Regions from separate parts of the Sus scrofa genome. Here region 2 is linked to region 1. A link is a contact called in public HiChIP or PLAC-seq data. All regions are on one chromosome and are shown on one strand. The core of a region is the stretch at or near the end of the contact, and the rest is flanking DNA. Distances in the headings are between cores, read along the strand shown. Region 1 has its middle 130 kb from the start of CDC5L. Region 2 overlaps RUNX2 (runt-related transcription factor 2).

Region 1 (7,158 bases), core at 2,357-4,856:
ATCCCTGGCCTCACTCAGTGGGTTAAGGATTGGGCATTGCCGCAAGCTGCAGGGTAGATCAAAGATGTGGCTTGAATCTGGCGTTGCCGTGGCTGTGGCGTAGGCCGGCAGCTACAGCTCCAATTTGACCCCTAAACTGGGAACTTCCATATGCCATGGGTGTAGCCCTAAAAATAAAATAAAATAATTTTTAAATAATTCCTCTAAATTTAAATAATCTGGTAGTGAGGGACTCTACGATAACTCAGTAACTTAATAGTCACTTCAAACAATCCTAAGAAATAGATGCTGTGATTATCCTAATTTTATACCAAGGACACTGAGGCACAGAGAGGTTAACTCTTTGGCCCAAGGTCACACAGTTAGAAGTGGGGGTGGGGGGAAGCCCTGCACAGGAGGGGTAAAAGGAAGAACTACAGGCCCTGTGTTGAATAAAAGGAGACAGAGCCAGTTTTTCTACCATAACAGTAAATTGGCCCCAAATTAAGCCAATACCCAGTTCTTACTGCTTCTGCAAGGAATTAATAAACCATGACATCTTCTGAATCGGGGGGAGGCCAGCTGCTCAGAGAATGTCGGAAAGCCCTTGACGGGGCTGGAGCTGTTCTGCCTTAGCAAGTAAAACGCTTATGCCACAAACACGCAGAAGGGGGAAAACAGCAGAAGGGCTGCTGACGCCTGTACCCACTCCTGGCTCAGCTCAGAAGTGTGCCCACCGCTAGGAGACAAGGCTTCACAGGAGCCAGCTCCCGGGCGTTAATGGTTGTGGCCTCCCAGAGAACATTCTGGAATATTTTAGGTTTCTCTTTTGCAGGTAGTGTGCCAAGTCATTCCCTCATTCTGCCTATTAGATGGTTAGTTTCCTTTTGCAAGTTAAAGGATTAACTAGAATTACCAGTAATCATGAGCTTCCCCCAAGGACAGGTCAAAGGAAATTAATGGAAACTGCGGCCTTGGGGACACGGGTTGGCTCCACCAGAGGGATTCCTGACTGGGAGACTTACCCCTGGCATGGGTTCCCAGGGGGTGGAATTAGAACCTATCACGGAATCCGGGCACAGCTAGAAATTCCTCCAGGCCCTGGCTCTGAGAGAAGTTACAGGCAAAGCAGATTTCAGAAGGCAGGCTGGTAAAATACTTGGCTGTGAAAAGTTCCAGAAAACTTGAAGCTGAAGGGGGCCTTTGAAATATTCTAGCCTGGGGAGTTCCCATTGTGGCTCAGTGGTAACGAACCAGACTAGTGCCTATGAGGATGCGGGTTCGATCCCTGGCCTCGCCAGCATGGCTGTGAGCTGTGGTGTAGGTCACAGACGTGGCGCGGGTCCCGAGTTGCTGTGGCTGTGGCGTAGGCCAGCAGCTACAGCTCCAATTCACCTTCTGGCCTGGGAACTTCCATATGCCAAGGGCATGGCCCTAAACAAAGACAAAAAAAAAAAAGAAAGAAAGAAAGAAAGAAATATTCCAGCCTGACTCAATCTATAGAGGAGCAAAATGTGTCCAGAGTTTGGCAAGGACTTGCTAAGGACCACCCAGTAACAGTCAAGTCTGGCCACAGTTTCCCAACTTGGAGCTGGTAAAGTTTCCTAGAGATGAGACTGCAGGCTTCCAAGGTTCTCAGTTTATCCATCTATAAAATGGAGCGTTAGATTGAGCACATCAGAATGCAATGGGCTCCTTACAGGTCTCTTCCCTCTCTGGGTGGCAGGTGAATGTCTCAAGGAGGTCACTGGGTGGCCTGGCACATAGCGGGCCCTCGGGAAGTCATGAGGGATTTGGTGAAGGTGATCGTGTGTGTACCCAGTCCCTCTGAAGAGCGGGACAAGATTTCCCTGGACAAGACAGCATCATTGTTGCCATAGGAGCAGACGAGAAACCTGGGTTCTGGGAGCCACATCAAATATGGCAGCTGCTGCTTGTTAGATCTAGGCAATGGGCATAGGAGCGTCCATCATGCTATTGCTTATATTCCAAAAGATTCACTTTACTTTTCTGTTCATTTGAACATCTTCCTTCAAAATGGTTTAAAAGATTAATAGCAACCTAAAGCTTACTCCTAAAAATGGACACACTCGGGAAACTGGCTTCTGGATAATTAGCCACATCACTAGATGCCTGTTGTTGCTAATGGGATGAATGCTCCTGATCCTTTGGTGGCACAAAAGAGAAGTAGGCTCAGTCCTTGTCCCCATGGAATCTGAAGGGAAATGAGACCCATGAGACATTGCCACAAAACAAAGCAGATGTGACTGCAGAGAAGACCCTCGGAGAGCTGGGTCAGCCAAGGTACAGCTACAGACCCCACCCCCTGACCAGCATAGCTGACACAAACCCAGTGCGCAACCACAGTCACACCACAGGCATGTTTAGACGCAACCAGAGGTTGACCAGTGTCCCCTCTGAGGAGAGCCTGGGACCCCTCGCCTCCACCCCTCCTCGTTTCCTGCTGTGGAATATTTGCACAAAGAGGAAAATGAGCCTCAAAAGGGCACACATGTGTGCAAAGGGGAGTTGCAGGGTCACTGCCATGGGGACACGTCGGGCTTATGATATGGTCAATAATGCCACTGCCACCAGGTCCAGGGTCACAGTGGATGGGCACACCTGCAAGCTCTGGGCTGCAGCATGAGAGGAAAGCACCAGAGTTAGAGTCAGATGGCGGTAGACTCCGATGTGAGCTCTGCCACTCACTGGCAGTGTCCAGCAAGTTGCCTAGCCTCACTTTCCCACCTGCGAAATGGGGTTAACAGTGAACCTCTACTACACAGGGCTCGTGCAGGGGGCTGCCTATCTCAGCCTGGCATAGAGTGGGTGCCCAGTTAACACTCCCTTACCCACCCACTCTTGCCCCTCTACAAGGACAGCTTTGGGTTCCTTCATCTGTAAGATCAAGAGGGTGGCTGCGATGACCTCAGAGTTCCCCGCTCAGAGATTTTCATGCTGTCTGCTACCATCCCAAGCCCCTGGAGACAAGTAGAGCACAGGGCAGCCATTCCCAAGGGCTGGTGGACTAAACACCCATGCACGACTCCAAGCCAGAGACTCTATCCCCTCCTCCAACTGGTGGAGCAAGAGACCCAGCTCTCCTCCCAGAGGGCAGCCGAGGACCCAAGGGCAAGGTGGCAGCCAGCAGAAGCTGGGCGGCAGATACTCGAACTTGGGAAAGGAAGCTGGGGGCAGAAATAGCAAAGTCAGATCTGTGTGGGCAGAGCTCCCAGAGGTCACCGAATCCTTCCTGCTTAAGACCACGTGATACCCCTCAGAGGAGAGCACGGGCTGCTTTGCAAGACTTACCAAGAAGCAGGCAACCCCCCCCCCACTGTAAACTACCAACCACGCTGTCCTGAAAAGTCAGAGAAAGATAGAGAGAGAGACTGAGATTGGGAGGGGGTGTGGGGAGAGGGAGAAGTAATTGGTCTACAGTTTCAACCCCAAATAGCCAAGCCTCAGGTAAATGGACAGCTCAGGGGTTGGTCCAGGACCCTCCAGGAGCCGCCTGCCCTCCCCATGAGGGGCCAGAAGTTGCCCAGAGCCCCGAGCGCTCGCTCTCCCACCTCTGGCTCCAGGCTCACTGGAGATGGTGAACAGCTGTTTGCTATTCTGAGTGGAGGAGCCTTTTATATACTTGACGACACATCAAATCATATCTTAATGACGACTGGGAAGACTTCTGTTACAGCTACCGCGTGGATAAAAAGTTATGGGCCTTACAGCACTGGTGTTAATTTCATCTGGGCGAGCGCGCAGCAGAAACTGAACAAGTAGAATGGTTTGGTTTTTAACACTTTGTTTTCAGGCAAAGAGACTGGGAAAGAGTTGCCTCTTTTTTTTTTTTTTTTTTTTTAAGGGCCGCACCTGTAGCGTATGGAAGTTCCCAGGCTAGGGATGGAATCAGAGCTGCAGCTGCTGGCCTACACCGAGCGAGGCCAGGGATGGAAGCCAAATCCTCACAGATACTATGTAGGGTGTGTGTGTGTGTGTGTGTGTGTGTGTGTCTTTTTAGTGTGTGTGTGTGTGTCTTTTTAGTGTCTGTCTGTCTGTCTGTCTTTTTAGGGCCGCACCCGTGGCATATGGAAGTTCCCAGGCTAGGGGTCGAATCAGCCACAGTGACACCAGATCCAAGCTACGTCTGTGACCTATACCCAGCTCACGGCAATGCCGGATCCTTAACCCACTGAGCGAGGCCAGGGATCAAACCTGGAACCTCATGGATGCTAGTTGGATTCGTTTTCCCTGGATCATGGTGGTTCTTAACCCACTGAGTCACAATGGGAACGCCATACATTTCTTGAAAAAAGACTAAAATGCTAGCAGTAGTCTAGTCTTGGGTGGTGGAAAGATAGGTGGATTTCTAAATTATCTACCAAGAGCAGAAATAATTTTTCTAACCTGGAAGAAAAAAAAAAAAGAAATGATATATGCTTCCAAACACATGTGGGTTTTCGGAGCAGGCTGTTAGTTTATACCTGCTGAGATTTTATCACAGGGCTGTTTTTGAGATGGGGTGGGATAGAAGTAGCAGAAAAGCTAAAGGGGAAAAGTCCAGAAGGAAAGGTAGCAGATTCCCCCAGCGAGCCCACGATGGGCAGGCCACAAGGGTCAGGGGGAGGCTGTTAACTTGCCCAGTATGTCTTAAACTCAAAAAGCTTCCCTTTAGCTCAAGAAAAGAGTAGTTGGCAGACAGACACAGCATCTCCTGAGGAAACTTTAGAAAGAGGGATGTGTGGTAGACCTCTGACTATTCTTGCCATCCAGTTAAAAAGAATCTTTAGCTTCTGGAGTATGACTGAGGTTTATGGGGAGACCCACATTTGCAAGGGATAGAAGGAGCTCCCGAAACATGAACGCACTCACTGAAAAAGCATGAGTACTAGAGAAATCCACGATAAGATGTTAAATGAAAAAAGAAAGCCCGGCATTCCCGTTGTGGCGCAGTGGAAACAAACCCAACTAGTATCCATGAGGACTCGGGTTCGATCCCTAGCCCCGCTCAGTGGGTTAAGGATCCGGCATTGCCATGAGCTGTGGTGTAGGCGACAGACATGGCTCAGGTCCCACGTTGCTGTGGCTGTGGCACAGGCTGGCATCTGCAGCTCCGATTTGACCCCAGCCTGGGAACTTCCATATGCTGGGGGAGCGGCCCTAAAAAGCAAAAAAAAAAAAAAAAAAAAAATGCCATCAAATACTATGCATACTATGTATACTGCAGCTATAAAAACATTGTATTCATAGAGATAAGGCCTCAAAAAATCAAAATAGTTACTATGAAGTTGAATTATAAGTGAGGTTTTTTTTAAGTTCTTGATGTAACTGTTAGGTCTAGCAGGGTTTTAGCCAACATTTTATTACGGAAATTTTCAAACTTGCAGCAAAATTGAGAGAATTGTACAATGACTTCCTATTGACCTGCCACTTCTGCTTTTAATGCTGCTTAGTTTTAAACTATTTAAATTGTTTGCTATTGTGATATTTGACACTAACATTAACATGTGTTAGAGTTTCCTGGTGGCACAGTGGGTTAAGGATCTAGCACTGTCGTTGCTGTGGCTCCAGTTACAGCTGTGGTGCGGGTTTAATCCCTGTCCCAGCTTTCACATGCCATGGGTGCGGCCAAAAAATAAATAAATATATATATATAAGTATACATATAAACAATATATAATAAATTATATCTATGTAATATTGTATCATATATATAATACAATATAATAAATTGTATATATAATATTGTATCTCATATATGATACAATATATAATAAATATATATAAAGCCGGATTATAAAATGAACACCTAAGAACACATCACCCAACTTAAGAACCAAAACATCTCCTTGACTCTCGCACCCCCTGGGTGCTCCTTCCTGTTCCTGATCCATTTGCCTCCCCCCAGAGCAGCCATAACCTCATCTGTGAGTTAATCACTATCCTCACCTTTCGTACAGCTTCTGTGTGCATCTGCGCTGCCCAGGGCAGGCCAGGTCCTGCTAAAAGCATCTAACATCTCGACTGGGTAACACGTCATCCACAGTTTGTTTCTGGCTCAAGCAGAACCCGCTGCAGGTGCGCCTGGATCTTCAGGCCAGCTGTCCCTCATGTGGCAACTCCACAGTCCAGGACGCGCTGATTTTTCAGTGCCACCATCTAAATAGGAAGCTCCCCCACAATCACCTCAGCAGCAAGTAAATGCTTCGGCCCAGGAGGGCACGTGAACCTTTCACTCACCGATGGACAGAACTAGTCACGGGGGCTTATCCACTGCAAGGGGATGCTCCCATGTGCCCAGGAGGAGAGGGCAACAGGACTGGAGGCAGCTCTAGGAATCTCCATGTTACACCAAAGCAACCTATGCGTAACTTTTTTGCTTGGGTTCTCGACCTGTATCGCAGAACTCCAAGATTTTAATAATTTATGTAGAATTGTTTGCGATGTAGTTGCGAATTTTATTTCTTCCAGGGTTTGGTCTTTTGTGTTATCTCTCGATGAATTTTAAAGATGGGGGTTTGAAGGGGCAGGTATTGCACAGAGGAAGTGGTCCCTGTCTCATTCATTCTGTTCTAGAAGGAGGTAGAAACAGAGGATGACACAACAGCCGGAGAGGCAGGACTGGCTTGGAGATGCAGCGATACTGCTGAGAAATCTGCAGGCTATCAGAGCCAGGATGTCACAGATCATATGTCCCAGCAGGTGGCCCAGAACATTCAGAAGCAATTCTCTCACCTTACAAGTAAGCGCTCCTGAAAAGTGCATAAACACCCAATGTCCCTTTGTGGAGAAACACAAATAGAAGCGAGGAATAACAAAGCAAAACAAAGTTAAAAAACTTCACAGGGAGAAAAGGAAGCCACCCAACCCTGCGGGCCCCCATCAAACCTGAAGAAGCAGCTGGACCAAACCCAACAGCCTTATTGGAAGCAGGTCACCGATAGCCCCGCAGAATGAAGGTAAGTGAATGGATGGAGACAGCGAATGGAAGATGAAAACGATGAGAAACCTAAAGAAAACCGAGGAGGGTTAATTAAAAACAATCATCTCCTCGTGAAAGTATACAAAGGCAGAAAAAGAAGCAAAGGACAACCAGATGCAAGTTTTGCCTGAGACCCCAGCCACGGTGGCAGAGCCGGGATGTCAGCTGGCAGCTGGCGGAGGGGGGCGCCCATTAGG
Region 2 (7,158 bases), core at 2,189-4,688, 690 kb before region 1:
TTAAAATATTCAATTTAATATGGTCATGGGTTATCTATGGTTTTGTTTACTGTGAAAAGTAAAATTACTCTCTTATTAACAATAAGTCTGATGAAGCACAGAGAAAGCAATTTATTTCCAAAATAATTTCAAAAGGGTGGTAGTGAGAAAACCTAAAGATACTCAAACTATCTGAAAATAGCTCAAACTAATTTGCACTCTATCTTTATGCCAAAAATGTACTTTCTACCCCAAATACTAATGCCCAAAATCAATTCAGCACCATAAACATAAGAGAATACCTCAGGACAGTTAGACTTTAAACATGTTTAGCAGAACAGACTGTAGAACATCAAACATCTAAATGGTATCTTTTAAAACGAAGGCACCTATCCTTATATTTTTAGGTATCCTGACTTGTGACATTTTATCTATTTATTTGTATTATTTGCTGTTTTCATCCAAGGTGTGTGTGTGTATGCGTGTGTGTGTGCGTGCGTGCGTGTGTGTGTGTGTGTGTTTGGAGAGGGTTTTCTTTTGGAGGGAGGTGGAAACAAATTTCCACTCTCACCTAGGGCAAATTACAAAATTCTGAGCCTTTGGTGTACAAGATCTCATATGAAAATCCAAATTTCTACGATTCACACATATTCTGAGCTCTCCATATTTCAAGGAAGAAAACCTTAACTTACAAAATGTGTGGTTCATAAAAGAAGAAATGGGACGGTTAAAACACACACACACATTTCTTGAGCCAACTGCAAAATGAAACTTGCCCCAGAATGCAACATCCCCTTTCCATAACAATTCATTCTGATTTCTGTTCTGATAGCAAACGTAGCAAGATAACCAGCTCTAATTGACCTGGACTCCTCTTCCTTTCCACCCCACCCACACACGGAATCTGAATTGGTGCGTGGGGCGGGGGTGGTGAGCAACATCTGGGAACTGCCAGTGGCCCGTGGGAGTTTAGCCCCGGGATCCACAAGGGAGGAACTGGCACGCGTGCTCCCTTTTTTCCCTCCTCCCCCAAGGCCTGGCTTACCCTGCTCTCCACAGATCTCAGAACCCGGCGGACCCAGGCCCACCTTCGTGGGTTCTGAGGCTAGACCGGGCCTGAAGCATCTTTCTGGAAGCGCTCTTCTCCCCAACTGGCTCACCGCCCACTCCATCCCAGGCGCCAAGTCCCGCGAGGGAGGACGGCCCGGGACCCCAGTTCCCCAGCAACCCGGGATGCTCGCAGCTCTGGGGGCCGTGCGAGGAGGCGAGGTCTCCCCGGGGGACCCCAAACGCACTCCCCGACGCCCTCAATCTGCCGGAAGAGCCGCAGCCCGCGACTCCAATTGCTGACACTCGCCCTCAAACTAACGGGGCGGGCGGAGGAGGCCGCGGGGCGCGCGGAGGGCGCTTTTCAACCCCGGGGTCACTCCCTCCGCTCCCAAATCACGGGCCCCAGCGCCACAAGACCTTTCAGAAGCAGGAGGGACCTCTGGGGTCCAAGTCCTCAAAAGTGAGAATAAGATGACTCGAATCGCACAGTCACCTCCGCTTTCAAGGCAGGCAAGCTGAAGGCATTTCACAGGTTTCCCTTCTCCCTCCCAGGCGCGGCGAGGCGGGGAGCGGGTCCCCGTGGAAGAGGCCGTCCAGCCCCCGCCCCCTTCCCTGGCCCGCGCCGCCTTGCACTTGAGGGTCTGGCGCCCAGGACTCGCGTACTCCCCGGCCTCTGGGCGCGGGGCGACCCCGGCTGCCTCGCCTTCCTCCCAGTAGCCGGAACAAGCGTGGGGCTGCAGGCGGAGAAAATGCCCCCGACCTGTCTCCCCTCACTCGCTCCCCGGGTACCTAAGTTTGCCCGGGACCCTCTCTGACTTCAGTCCGGCGGCCCACGCGCCGCCGCGGCAGCCGGCACTCGGAGCCCCTCCCCAGGCTCGAACTCCGGCGCCGGCACCCCACGAACACAGGCCCCCGAGCCCGAGAGGGGCCGGAGCCGCAGAGGCTCAAACGGGTGGGAGAAGGGGGCGCCGACACGGGCGGAGGGCGCTCGGTTTGGAGGGGAAAGGGTGGGAGCGCGCGGGATCCGGGGGAGGGGTGGCGCGGCAGCCTGAGGCGCAGGGCGGGCAGGGATGCTGGGGAGAGGGACGCGGGAGTCCGTGGGGAGAACGCTGGCGATACCCTGGAGTGGGGGCGGGGTGGAGCAAGTTCGGGCCGCAGCTCGGAGAGTGGGCACCTGGGGGCTCCTGGGGGAGGTAAGACGGCTCGGAGAAGTGGGTCAGAATGTTGGCCGGCAGGCTCCACGGGTGATGAACGGATAAAGAGAACCAGGGTTGAGGTGATGGCTGCGGGCACAGGTGGGAGAGGGAAGGATCTATCTGCACGGGGTCACTACGCCCGGAGCCCGCTGGCAGATCCGGAGGAAGAGGGCCAGACGGCGTTCCTTCGGGTCCGAGCCACCAAGATAGGAACCTTGGAGGCAGTACGGGTCCGGGCTCGGGCCCCCGCGGGCACGGAAACGCTAGCAGGCAGGTCCCGCGGCTCCGGGCAGGGGGCGGGGGGTGGGGGGGCGGCCGCAGCTTCTTACCTTGAAGGCCACGGGCAGGGTCTTGTTGCAACGCCAGTGCGAGGGCAGCACAGAGCACAGGAAGTTGGGGCTGTCGGTGCGGACGAGTTCGGCCGGGTGGTCAGCGATGATCTCCACCATGGTGCGGTTGTCGTGCGGCGGCCGCAACCGGGGCACGGCGGCTGCCGCTGCCGCCGCCGCCGCCGCCGCCGCCGCCGCTGCCGCTGCCTCCTGCTGCTGCTGTTGCTGCTGTTGCTGCTGCTGCTGCTGCTGCTGTTGTTGCTGCTGCTGCTGTTGCGCAGCCACCACCGGGCTCACGTCGCTCATCTTGCCGGGCTGCAGGCTGCTGGAGGGGGGGCTGAAGCGCCGGCTGGTGCTCGGATCTACGGGAATACGCATCACAACAGCCACAAGTTAGCGAAGTGGCCGGGGGAGGGGGAGGAGGGTGGAATGAGGGGCGAGGAGGAGGAAATTGGGGGGGTGGAGGCGAGACGGGGGAAAGGGGATGGAGGTGATGGGGCTGAGGAGGTGAGAAATCAAGTTCGATGAAGCAGACTGCCGGGCGGAGTCTGACGGGGGCCAGCGGTGGCGGTGCGGAGCAATCGGGTTGGCGGGTGACGAGACCCGGGAGGCGCAGATCTTGCTGGAGCCCTTGAAACACCCGGGGTGGCAGCTGCGAACGGGCACCAGGATGTGTTTGGCTCGGGCAGGCGGGAGACTTCACTTCGCAGCAGCTTGGAGTGGGGTCCCTTGGGGCACCGCGTCCTGGGTGCGCTGGCGCCCCCTCCCAGTTCGAGTCCGGCGGTTGAGCCCAGTGGGTTCAGCAGTCCAACCCAGAGGCCAGCATCGCCGCGCGCTGCCCGCCACCGCCGCGCCGCGCCACGAGCAGCTACGCAGCTGCTGGCGTCCGCGCCGCGCCGCCCGCCCGCCCGCGCCGCTGCTGCCGCCGCCGCTCTGCTGCGGCTGCCGCTCCCCCCGCGCCGGCTGCACACTCAGATTCCTCCCGCGGCGGCTGCCAGCCCGGCTCCCCGGCTCGGCTCCTTCCTTTCCCTTCTCCTCTTCTCGCCCTCTCACCGCTCCCTCCTCGCATCCACTCCCTCCAGCTCTTTGCAAAGCTCCCCTGACCCTCGCGCTTCGAGGCGCCAGGAGGTAAGTCGCGGGCAGCGGATCTCGGGGCAGCGGATCTCGAGCCTGCGAATCTCAGCCGCTGCCGCCGCCCGCCGGCCGCGAGAAGTAGCCCCCGGGACGCGGCGTGCAGCTTCCGAAGCCGAGAGAGGCGGCCCGGGTCTAGGGGGATCTCGCCTGGTCGCGTCCTCTTGCTTCTCACCCCCCTCCCCCCTAGAACCAGGAACCCCCTCTTGGTCGGAGGAGGTTGATGCTGAGACGCCAGAGAGCCTGCCGGCTGATCTGCCTGTCGTTATTTTTCGTTGTAACTTCAGGAGAGGAAGAAGGAAAATTCTTGAGCGTCTGTGCTGACTTCTCAGCACTCTTCACCCTTCCCCCACCCCATCCCCCCCCCACCTCTGCCGGAGCGGCTCCCAAGAGGGGTTAAAAAAAAGATTTTACAGAGTTTGGGTGTTTTTTGTCTTAAGCGACTCAAAAAAATTGGGATGGAGGGGACATTTGTCAAAATCGTTTTTAGAAACTCAAACTGTGGGTAGCCGGACACTTTTTTCTTCTATATTCAAACTTGTTCCTAGAGAACAAGGATGAGTTTCTTTAAGGACTGGAAAACTATCAACTTGATGATTAAAATAAGTTGCTAAAACCCTTGCGGGGAGGGGGGGAACCCCAGCAGTTTTCCATGAATCTCAATCTATTAATAAGTCTATTCTGCATCTAAAACTTGGTCTAATGTCTTAACTTCCCCACCACCACCACCACTCCCAAGGAAAAAAAATTAAAATACGAAATAAAATATTCAAAATGCTTCGATGGCTATTTATTTATGTATTTATTTCCCAGTGTGGGTTTAAAAAGCGACTTTGGATCCCCCCAAAAGTTGTGGTCGAAAGGATGAAGGAGCGCAGAAAAAAGGCGGCAGTTTTACCTAAAATGTGGTTTTTGGAGGCTGGGATTTCTAATGATTAGGTTTTTGTGGTTTATATAGACACGACTCTGGCTAAGGCGATCATTACACTGATGAGAGTCAGAAGCACGTGGGTGTCTCCGACCAGCCTCAAACTCTGAGCCTTCAAAACAAATAAAACAATGTGCGGCGCCCGCAGAAGCCGGGAAATCCGCTTGAGGGTATCGCACCCCTAAGAAGGGGGCACAGGGCCGTTTCCCCTCCTCCTAGAATACTTGCTGTCAATCTCCTTTAAACCTCGCAAAGCTTGAAAACGTGTTTGCAAGAAGAATCCTCAGTTGCCAGAGATTCCTAATACGGTAGCTGACACCACACAGTAATAAATGGTTTTATAAAAGAAATGAAAAGTTACAATGCCTCCTCTACAGAGTATTCAGGAAGAAAGATAGTTGAGTCATCACTCATCTCCCCCCGCCCCTTCATCTTATTTAAATCAATTCACATACCCATTAATTTTTGCTGCTCAGCGCAAACGCCTCTCGAACCCTGGTAGGAACCTGCCGCGACCCTACCTCCCGGTTTTTAAAGAATTGCTTTCACTTGCCCAGCCGGCGCTTGGGGGTCTGCGCCTTTAAAGGGGGGCTAAAGAGCTTCGAGAGCCGGCGGGGGCGGGGGGGGGGCGGAAGAGGGGGCCTGGTTGCCTGTACTGGACTCTGGAGCCAATTTCAAGCACACGATGAACTTGCAGGGCTGTAGGCGCGTGGCTTGGGGACCAAGATTGCCCTCTAATGAGATGCGACTGAGGGGCTTCCAATAGTGGGAGCGGAGGGGGAGTTATCTATGCGAGCGCCCTCGCGGGGGTAAGGGTGGGGTTCGGGGGACACTGTTCTGTCCTTCCTCTTTGGGGCTTAATTTTTACCTTCCTTTTTCCCATTTACAACTCCACACCTCCCTTCCCCACTTTTCTCTCCACGTTCCCGCCTCTCCCCCTAATCCCCCTGCAGACGCGAGCCCCCTCGCCGCGCCCCTCCCGCCTCCAAGGCCTTCCCACAGCCACTTGCCATCCTGGGTGACGCATTCTGCATCACCCGCTAGGACACCCCTTCCCCAAACTACTCCCCGGTCTCCTGGCCTCCGAGCCCGGGAGTCCCCATTTATCCTGAGAACCCACTTATCCCGATGGACTTGATGCGCAGCGAGGAATGAACTGTCTCCTGCGCATACAATTTTTAATTATCTTTTCGGTCACAGGGGAGAGCTCTAACCCCGGGCACCGCCGGGCTGCCCGCGCGCACCAGGGTCGGGTCTTCCCCAGCTGCATGCGGCCGGCTAAGGCTAACGAAGGGAAGCCAGGCTTACTGTTCAAAAAGAGAGAGAGCGGACTGCATGCGTGAATTTCCTACCTTACGCCACCACACCGTACTTACTCACACGCACTGGGAGACACACTCTGCTACATCTCCACACTGACATTCATAAATACACATGCACAACACACACAAGTCTTTTTGTTTGTTTGTTTTTTCCTTTTAGCGAGACAGTTTTATTTCAGGCACGTTGTACCTCCATCTATCAAAGATCTCTGATTTGTTGCGTTTTTGAATGTGTAGGGGCTGCAAAGGAGGAGAGAAGTTACCGGAAGCTGGTTATTTCTGTGGTCAAAAGGAGATACAAATTCAGGGACTACCATAGTAGGTGTCAAGCAAGCTGCCTTCTCTGGGGTAGTCCTTCTCCCTGGAAATCCACAGAATCTGGAACTCCCAGAAATGTGGAGACGCTAACAGTCAGTATTTCAAATATGGGCGACCAGACGGCCTTTTAAAATTAAGAAACCCTAGGGCAGTTAAATTTAAGTAATCGTCTTGGGGGCATTTCCTTTTTCTCCATTGCTGTTTTGTCCGTTCTTTGTTTGACTTGGTGGAGAGCAAAATACCCCAGCCTCAGGGTTTGGGTATTTTGACTGGGGATTTTAAGGGCGACTTAATCAATGGTGAATTATTTATTTTAATTAATCATATCCGGTAATTCAGCTTTATAGCCTTCCTTGGACATTCTCCCTCCATTTTCACATTTCAGTGCAGCTAATATAAGCAGCTCTTGGAAGTTACTAGTCTTGGATCCCTTAAAATATCCTACAGTTATTTATAACGTGGAAATGAAATTTTCCACTGAATACCCTCACAACGTTTCAGGTATCTGGCACAGCGGATTTTCAGTCTCCTTTCAAAAATATCCTCTTGCTGAACATTCACACTTTCAACTGGAGCTGACTGAGCCTGGAAATGATGATGTCTTGGCTCAGAGTATTATACTTAAAGGAAGAAAACATTTTTACAGACCCCTAAACCGAACCTCTCCTGGTAATAGTAGGCACAGAGGAAAACTGTGAAATTTGACATATGTGGATTTTGTACTATAGTTTGCATGATCTCACTCCTGGGCTTAGCTTTTTTTTTTTTTTTTCCCTACCCCAAAATGCTCAGAACAAATCACCCACTAGATTCCTCTTCAGACATATGCCTCTGTTCTGTTGTATGTAATGGCATAAAAAAGAAGATACAATTTTCTGAAAATACAGGCATAAATTTCCCCCTCC

Evidence for each region. HiChIP or PLAC-seq counts read pairs in DNA pulled down with a chosen protein or histone mark.
Region 2: a contact with region 1 is called in an H3K27ac HiChIP or PLAC-seq map of skeletal muscle, with 5 times the contacts expected there. The contact joins two enhancer-like sites. A contact is called at or near these places in 2 of 47 Hi-C or Micro-C datasets (embryonic fibroblasts and fetal skeletal muscle) and 1 of 2 datasets of contacts at active chromatin or transcription factors (skeletal muscle).

What each region holds. Positions count from the first base shown.
Region 1 is chr7:39,513,334-39,520,491 of Sscrofa11.1, reverse strand. No RefSeq gene overlaps it. Among named protein-coding and RNA genes, the nearest start is that of CDC5L, 130 kb to the right of the region's middle. Within about 2 kb of position 3,606, at least 1 of the 83 cell types and tissues checked has an H3K27ac peak or open chromatin away from gene starts, as enhancers often do. A contact at or near this core is called in skeletal muscle, where this site is marked.
Region 2 is chr7:40,201,686-40,208,843 of Sscrofa11.1, reverse strand. It overlaps RUNX2 (runt-related transcription factor 2), which reads right to left. Exons shown (of 8, transcript XM_005666074.3): 3 at 2,555-2,916. Among named protein-coding and RNA genes, the nearest start is that of SUPT3H, 44 kb to the right of the region's middle. Within about 2 kb of position 3,438, at least 39 of the 83 cell types and tissues checked have an H3K27ac peak or open chromatin away from gene starts, as enhancers often do. A contact at or near this core is called in skeletal muscle, where this site is marked.